2 separate regions of the Gossypium hirsutum genome follow, and region 2 is linked to region 1. The links are chromatin contacts, called in public Hi-C maps. All regions are on one chromosome and are shown on one strand. Each heading gives the region's core, a stretch centred on a gene start, on an enhancer-like site or on the middle of the called end of the contact. The rest is flanking DNA. Distances are from core to core; before and after follow the strand shown. Region 1 holds the start of LOC107903694 (metalloendoproteinase 2-MMP). Region 2 holds the start of LOC107903687 (protein COFACTOR ASSEMBLY OF COMPLEX C SUBUNIT B CCB4, chloroplastic).

Region 1 (3,230 bases), core at 374-2,873:
AGTTTGTATTTTTTTTCTTTTACCATGAAATATCTGATTGGTTCAATGATTCAATTCTTAAATTATATAATGAATGGAAACATAACATGCAGAAATCCAAATATGATTTATTGTTGGATTGAATTGAATCAAAAAATTTTGAGTTAATTAAAATGATGAGTCTTATTTTATCATTTTAATTCGATTTAAAATTTTTTTTCGAATCGAGTCTAGTGACATGAAATTCAAGTTGAGTCGAATCAAGTGAAATTGTTCAAGTTAAATTAAAAAATTAAACATGTCAAATTAAAATCTTGTTACAGTATAACTAATTTCATGTTTAGGCATATAATTTGAAATCATATGTATTTGAAAAAAATTTCAAAGAAAAATAAGAAAAAAGAAAGATACTATAAACTTGAATCATTAATTAACTTATTTAAGTCACAAAAATTATTGTTTTAGAAAATTTTTAAGTTTCTTTTGATATTCTTTAGAAATTTTTTAAACTTTTATAATTTTTTTAAAAAATATAAATTTTGGAATTTTTATAAATGATTTGAATTTTAAAAATTATTTTGATTTTTTTATATTTTTTGTTGAGAGAGAGATTAATTTACTCATTTTCAAAATTGATAGAGACCAAAGGGGTATATACATTAATCTGTTATTCGAATTATTCGACTTATTAAAATTGTAAAATTCAACTTGACTTGAACTCGAAACTCGAATTACTTATCTGAGTTGACTCAAAAAATCGTATAACTCGATTCTATTAACTCGAAATTCAAAAAAAAATCGATTTTTTCAAATCAAATCGAATTTTGCTCACCTTAAAAAAATCTATAAAAAATTATAATTTATATAAAAATAAAATATTATAATAGTTTATATTATATTTTACATGATAAAACAATAATAAAAATACTATACAAACAAATAATTTTTCTTTAAATTGAATCCCAATGACAAAATATTACAAATTAAAGATAACACCACTCAGGTTTGGTGGCATTGCACCTTGAGGGGCTCAAGGGTTAATCTTGAAATTTTTTTAAATTTCTTACTCAACCTTGAGTTTGATTTGTCATTAATTAGTACTTTGAATCGTGTGAGTAAAATTTCTAATAAATCTCATCGAAGACTTAATCCATGAATAAATATTTTCGGTTGTGTTTAGAGAGAAACTCAATAAATAAATTTGAGTGTAATTTATAATTATATTTTTCAATTCTAAATGAAAATTAACTTATTTATTATTATTATTAAAGTTATAATTACATTTTACGAACCAATCATAACTTTAAAAAATAAAATTTCTAAGGGTGTAACCCCTGTAGAAATAATTATTTTAAATTTAAAAACATTACAAATATTTTAGTAATAAAAAAATTCTAAAAGATCAATGTCAACGTTTGAAATTTAGATAATATTTTTTCATTAATTTTTTATGTGAATTTTAAATATTTATATATCTTAACTAAAATACATTATTTTTAGGAATATAATTTTTTCAATTAAAATACTATTAACCCTACTATCATCGAACCAGCTTCACGTTGAATTTTGGTCAATCAAAAAGACCCAAAACACCCCCATGTAATTTTGTTTTATACTATGTACTTTAGTGGCGCATTCGGCCTTCATGGCTTCTTCCTTGCCCTTCATTACCGCGTCAAAAATGATGTCGAGTTTCCACCAACCTGCCTAACATACTATTCTACAATGAAACCCTGAAAGACTTTTCTTTTGCCCCCAATCCCCCACCCAGAGTTGCGAATTCAAAACTAAACAAACACTAAAAACATCAGCATTTAGAACATTCCCAGAAATTTAACCATTCCTCATTTTCTCTATTTACTCTCAACCCCCATCATTGTCTTCTTCCCCACGACTTTTCAAATAAATATATAAAAACTCCCACTTATACATTCAAAGCAACCGGCTTTCAACTCCTTTGGGTTTTTCTCTCTTTTATCTATTATATATCCCCATTATCATTTCTTTTTCAAACAAAAACAAGGGAAGCTCAAAGATTAAAGAAGATGAAGTTTCAAGTTTTGGTGATTGCGATTTGGGTTTTGGTATGTTTTGGTTCAGTTTCAGCTAGATTCTTTCCCAATATCACAGATATTCCGTCATGGATTAAGAACAACGCCACGTCAAAGGCCACATGGGACGCCTTCAACAAATTTGCCGGCTGCCGGCCAGGCGAAAAACGGGAAGGTTTGTCGCAGCTTAAACAGTACTTTAACCATTTCGGTTATATACCCAACTCGCCCTCTAATTTCAGCGAGGACTTCGACGATGAGTTAGAAAAGGCATTGAAAACATACCAGCAGAACTTCAACCTTAACGTCACTGGTCAACTGGATGACCAGACTCTTCAACAGATCGTACGGCCCAGATGCGGTAACGCCGATGTAATCAACGGGACGAGTTCCATGAACTCAGGTAGATCGTCGTCTTTTCACACAACCGGACACTTGCACACGACGGCGCATTTCTCTTTCTTCCCGGGAACACCGCGTTGGCCTTCGAACCGGCAGGACTTAACGTACAGTTTCTTGCCGGCGAATGGGTTAACCGACGAAGTAAAAGCCGTCTTCACGAGCGCCTTCCAGAAATGGTCAACCGTTACGCCGCTGACGTTCACGCAAGTGGATTCCTACTCCTCGGCGGACATAACGATCGGGTTTTACACTGGAGACCACGGAGACGGCGAGCCATTCGATGGGGTTTTAGGGACGTTGGCCCACGCTTTTTCTCCCACAAGCGGAAGGCTCCATTTGGACGGGGATGAGAACTGGGTAGTTTCTGGTGATGTGACGAAGGCATCGGTGTCGACGGCGGTGGACTTGGAGTCGGTGGCCGTTCATGAGATCGGGCATCTGTTGGGTTTGGGGCATTCGTCGGTAGAGGATGCGATTATGTACCCATCGATCACTTCGCGGACGAGAAAAGTGGAACTGGCGGACGATGATATCCAAGGGATTCAATTGTTGTACGGCACTAATCCTAACTATAACGGTTCCACCACTTCGAATACGCAGGAGAGAGAGAGTAGCGGCGGCGTTCCCCGTTATCTGGGTCCACGGTGGGGCCTTGCTCTATTCTTGGCCGTTGGATTTGGGTCTTTATTTTTGTAGATTCTTTATTACGTGCTCTGTTGATTATGAATAATTTATAGGCATACTTTTTTTTTTATTTTTTTATAAATTTTAGTGTTTGGTATTTTCTATGTGAGATTT
Region 2 (3,230 bases), core at 424-2,923, 490 kb before region 1:
GTTTCTCATGGCCTCGGAATCGGCAATGCTAGCCATGAGAAAATATCCAACAAGGCATAGATCATAGTTAGGCTCCTTGGATCCCTCTTCTCCTTGAATTTGTCATGGCTCTTCTTCCCCGTCATTAATGCTCAAATTTGTCAACCTATCTTTCATATTGAAGAACGTGAAAGCAACCTCAAACACTCACATTAAATTTTATTGAGAGAAAGAACAAAACGAAGGAAAAGCAAAAGAAACATGCTAGAAGAGCAAACAAAGAAACTGTGCTACAAGAGCATACTATAAATGAAAGCTTATTATCTTTTTTAAGCGTCCAGGTGTCTCAAAAACAATTTATGCATATTATATTTTTAAAAACTAATCATCCAAAAATAATCAATAAAAAAGAAAAGAAAAAGGATGAATGAGGTCAATATTAATTCCTGAGAATTACATTGTGGATTGTTTGTAGTATTTGCATTAAGGAGAATTTTAAAAATATATGTTGATCAATATTTAAGATATCAACTAAAAATTAAAATCAGCACAAACTTTTTATAACTATAACTTAATTAATAAAATAATAAATATATTAAATAAAAAAACAAACATTATTTCTATTAAATAGAATACCATTAATTTTTTTGAAGAAAATGTTACAAACCATCAATTAAGTCATTGAAAACAAAGTTCAAATTTAAGTTGAGAATAAATGCATTCATGAATTGTGATTTGATTCTAAAAAATTCTTCAATTTAACAATTAAAAATGAATAAAAGAAATTATATTAATATTTATTTACTTATTTTATAATTAAATATAAAATATAAATATTTTAAAATTAATTAATTTGTTGAGATTTATCATGCACATATAGGTAAGTCTTCAAGTCTAATCATGTGCGATTACAATTTGCATGTTTTAATCTCGTTAAGACAACTTATCAACTTTAATTTGAATTATATTATTTTTTAGTTTATTTGTGTTGTATATATATATTTATACTTTAATTATATTTTATATAACATTTTAACAAAATATGCCTTAAAATAAACAACAATTTATTCAAATTCGACCTAAAAGGGACTAAGGGTCTGTTTAGTAGTGCTTAAAAAAACACTTCTAGCTCGAAAAGCACTTTTGGAAGAAAAATTATGCTAAACAAACTGCTTTTGACTTTCTAGAAGTGCTTTTCAAAAGCAATTCTGAAAAAGAGAAACTAAAATTTTTTACTTTTCCTCTCCTAAAAGCACTTTTGGTGCTTAATTACTTTTTCAACCCTCCAATAATATAGTATTTTTCTTTTTTTTTAGTGCTTAATTACAAATGTATTAAAATCATTAATTAAAAAATATTTTTTAAAACACTAATTACGAATATTTAATGGTTATATTTAAATATTTGAAATATAGTTTATATATTCTAATTAAATTTTATAAATAATTAATATTTATTGCTTAAAAATATTTAAAATTTATATTTCATATATTAAAATATTAACAACAAGCTATAATAATATTTTTATATTCTTATTAAAATATAATAATATTAACTAATTTAAATATTATTTAAATGCATCTTTATTACTTGATAATAATATCTTTAAAGTAGATATTTTTTTTTCAAAAATATTTTTTAACAGTAATACTAAACATTTAAATTTTAACTAAACTTTTGAAAAGTAATTTCCAAAAATATTGCCAAATCAATCTAATCCAACTAATCAACCGACCCGTATAGAGTTCTAATTGACGGCAAATCCAAGATTGAAATTTTGGACAGCCAATGCTCCCTTCCTCTCAAAATAAATAGATAAAGAAGATTGAAAAGAAAAAAAAAACTATCCTCCTCGTACGGATGACAAACACCCATTAGATACAATAATTGTGTGTAGGATTGATGATAGGATTTATCTGTACAGTTATTTAAATCTTTTTGTGAATTTAATTTCAATGGAAGCGGGAAGGATCCTCCAGATCGGCATTCCATGGATCACCTGGCGCTCGCCTCCTCGTCTCCCTAACTTCCCGCGCTATATTTGTGCTTCTTCTATTCAGCGGGTAATCTTAAATCCCCCCTTTATGTCTTTGAGCTGCATTTCAAAATGTTATCAACGAGCTAAACGCCATTTTTCTCTAAATAAAAAAAAGGGGAGCTACAAAGGACCAAAGCCTGGCCGAGATTGGATTGCTGATTGGGTATCCAAGAACGATGACGCCGTTCGGAGTATGCCAATCTACGTCGGAGGGGCCTCTTTGTTAGCCGTTCTCTTTAACCGTGCCATCTCGGGGATTGCTCCGGTTGCGGATGCCAGCAGGTATTCTATTATTAGTATGATGATGATGGAAATGCTAGCCGGTTGTATTATAGAGAAAATAAAAGAAATTGTTGCATTACTTTTTCTTGAATTCATAAAATATAACGTATCAAAGAAAAAAAAATTCGTAAAATAATTTTTAAATAATCTTGAACAGGTATCTGTAAGCATTCATCAATCGGACTCTTATTGTTATTTAAATTGAGCTAAAAATTGATATTTCGAGGTTATATTATTCGCTTTTTATGTTTGATTAATCGAAAGATTGTTCATGAATCATTTTGAGCATTTCCGGTAAAATTAGATTAGAGGATTGTATATCAGTTTCAATGAATTAATTGTTGAACTAATTTTAGACTAATAGGTTGTTTGGTAGGAACCTATAATGTTGATTTAATATTTTGGTTGGTTTAGCGGAAATTGTCATTTTCAGATGATTTAATTGTTCAACTGATCTTTGACTTAAGACAAATGATGGGTTTGAGATAGTTTAGCTAAATTTTGTTTCTTCATTCTGAACTCAGTGATTTTTAGAAATGTGTGCCTAATAGAATAATGTTCTTACAGCCATTGTACTTTTTAATGATACTATTTTTCTTTGATTTCAAGGTTTTGCTGCTAATATATCCATCTTTTCTGTCTGAGGTCACTGTGCTCTTCAATGTAAGATAATTAAATGCTTGTGGTTTTTTCGATCAGTTCACAGTCAAGGGCGGATCTATTGACACTTGGTTTGGCTGTGACCAACGTATTAACTGGCTTGGTTTGGTTATCAATCCGACCAAAATCCATCACTCCGGTAAAGGCCTGTCTATACTTTTTTCCTGTTCTTATTTCTTCCACAAATATGCATACATGGGGAATGTTCATTTGCATCAGAAATTGAATGGTAAGAGTATTGAGAGTAACCCCATCATCCCCAAAAGAAATT

What was found. A called contact is a pair of places that touch in the nucleus more often than the background predicts.
Region 2: a Hi-C map of leaf shows a contact between it and region 1, with 1.8 times the contacts expected there. The contact joins the promoter of LOC107903687 here to the promoter of LOC107903694 in region 1. A contact is called at or near these places in 2 of 34 Hi-C or Micro-C datasets (callus and leaf).

Annotation. Positions count from the first base shown.
Region 1 is chrD05:47,813,167-47,816,396 of Gossypium_hirsutum_v2.1, reverse strand. LOC107903694 (metalloendoproteinase 2-MMP) reads left to right here and starts at 1,623. Exons shown (of 1, transcript XM_016829837.2): 1 at 1,623-3,230. The coding sequence starts at 2,025. The coding sequence ends at 3,128.
Region 2 is chrD05:48,307,189-48,310,418 of Gossypium_hirsutum_v2.1, reverse strand. LOC107903687 (protein COFACTOR ASSEMBLY OF COMPLEX C SUBUNIT B CCB4, chloroplastic) reads left to right here and starts at 1,673. Exons shown (of 8, transcript XM_016829827.2): 1 at 1,673-2,042; 2 at 2,133-2,299; 3 at 2,999-3,098. The coding sequence starts at 1,935.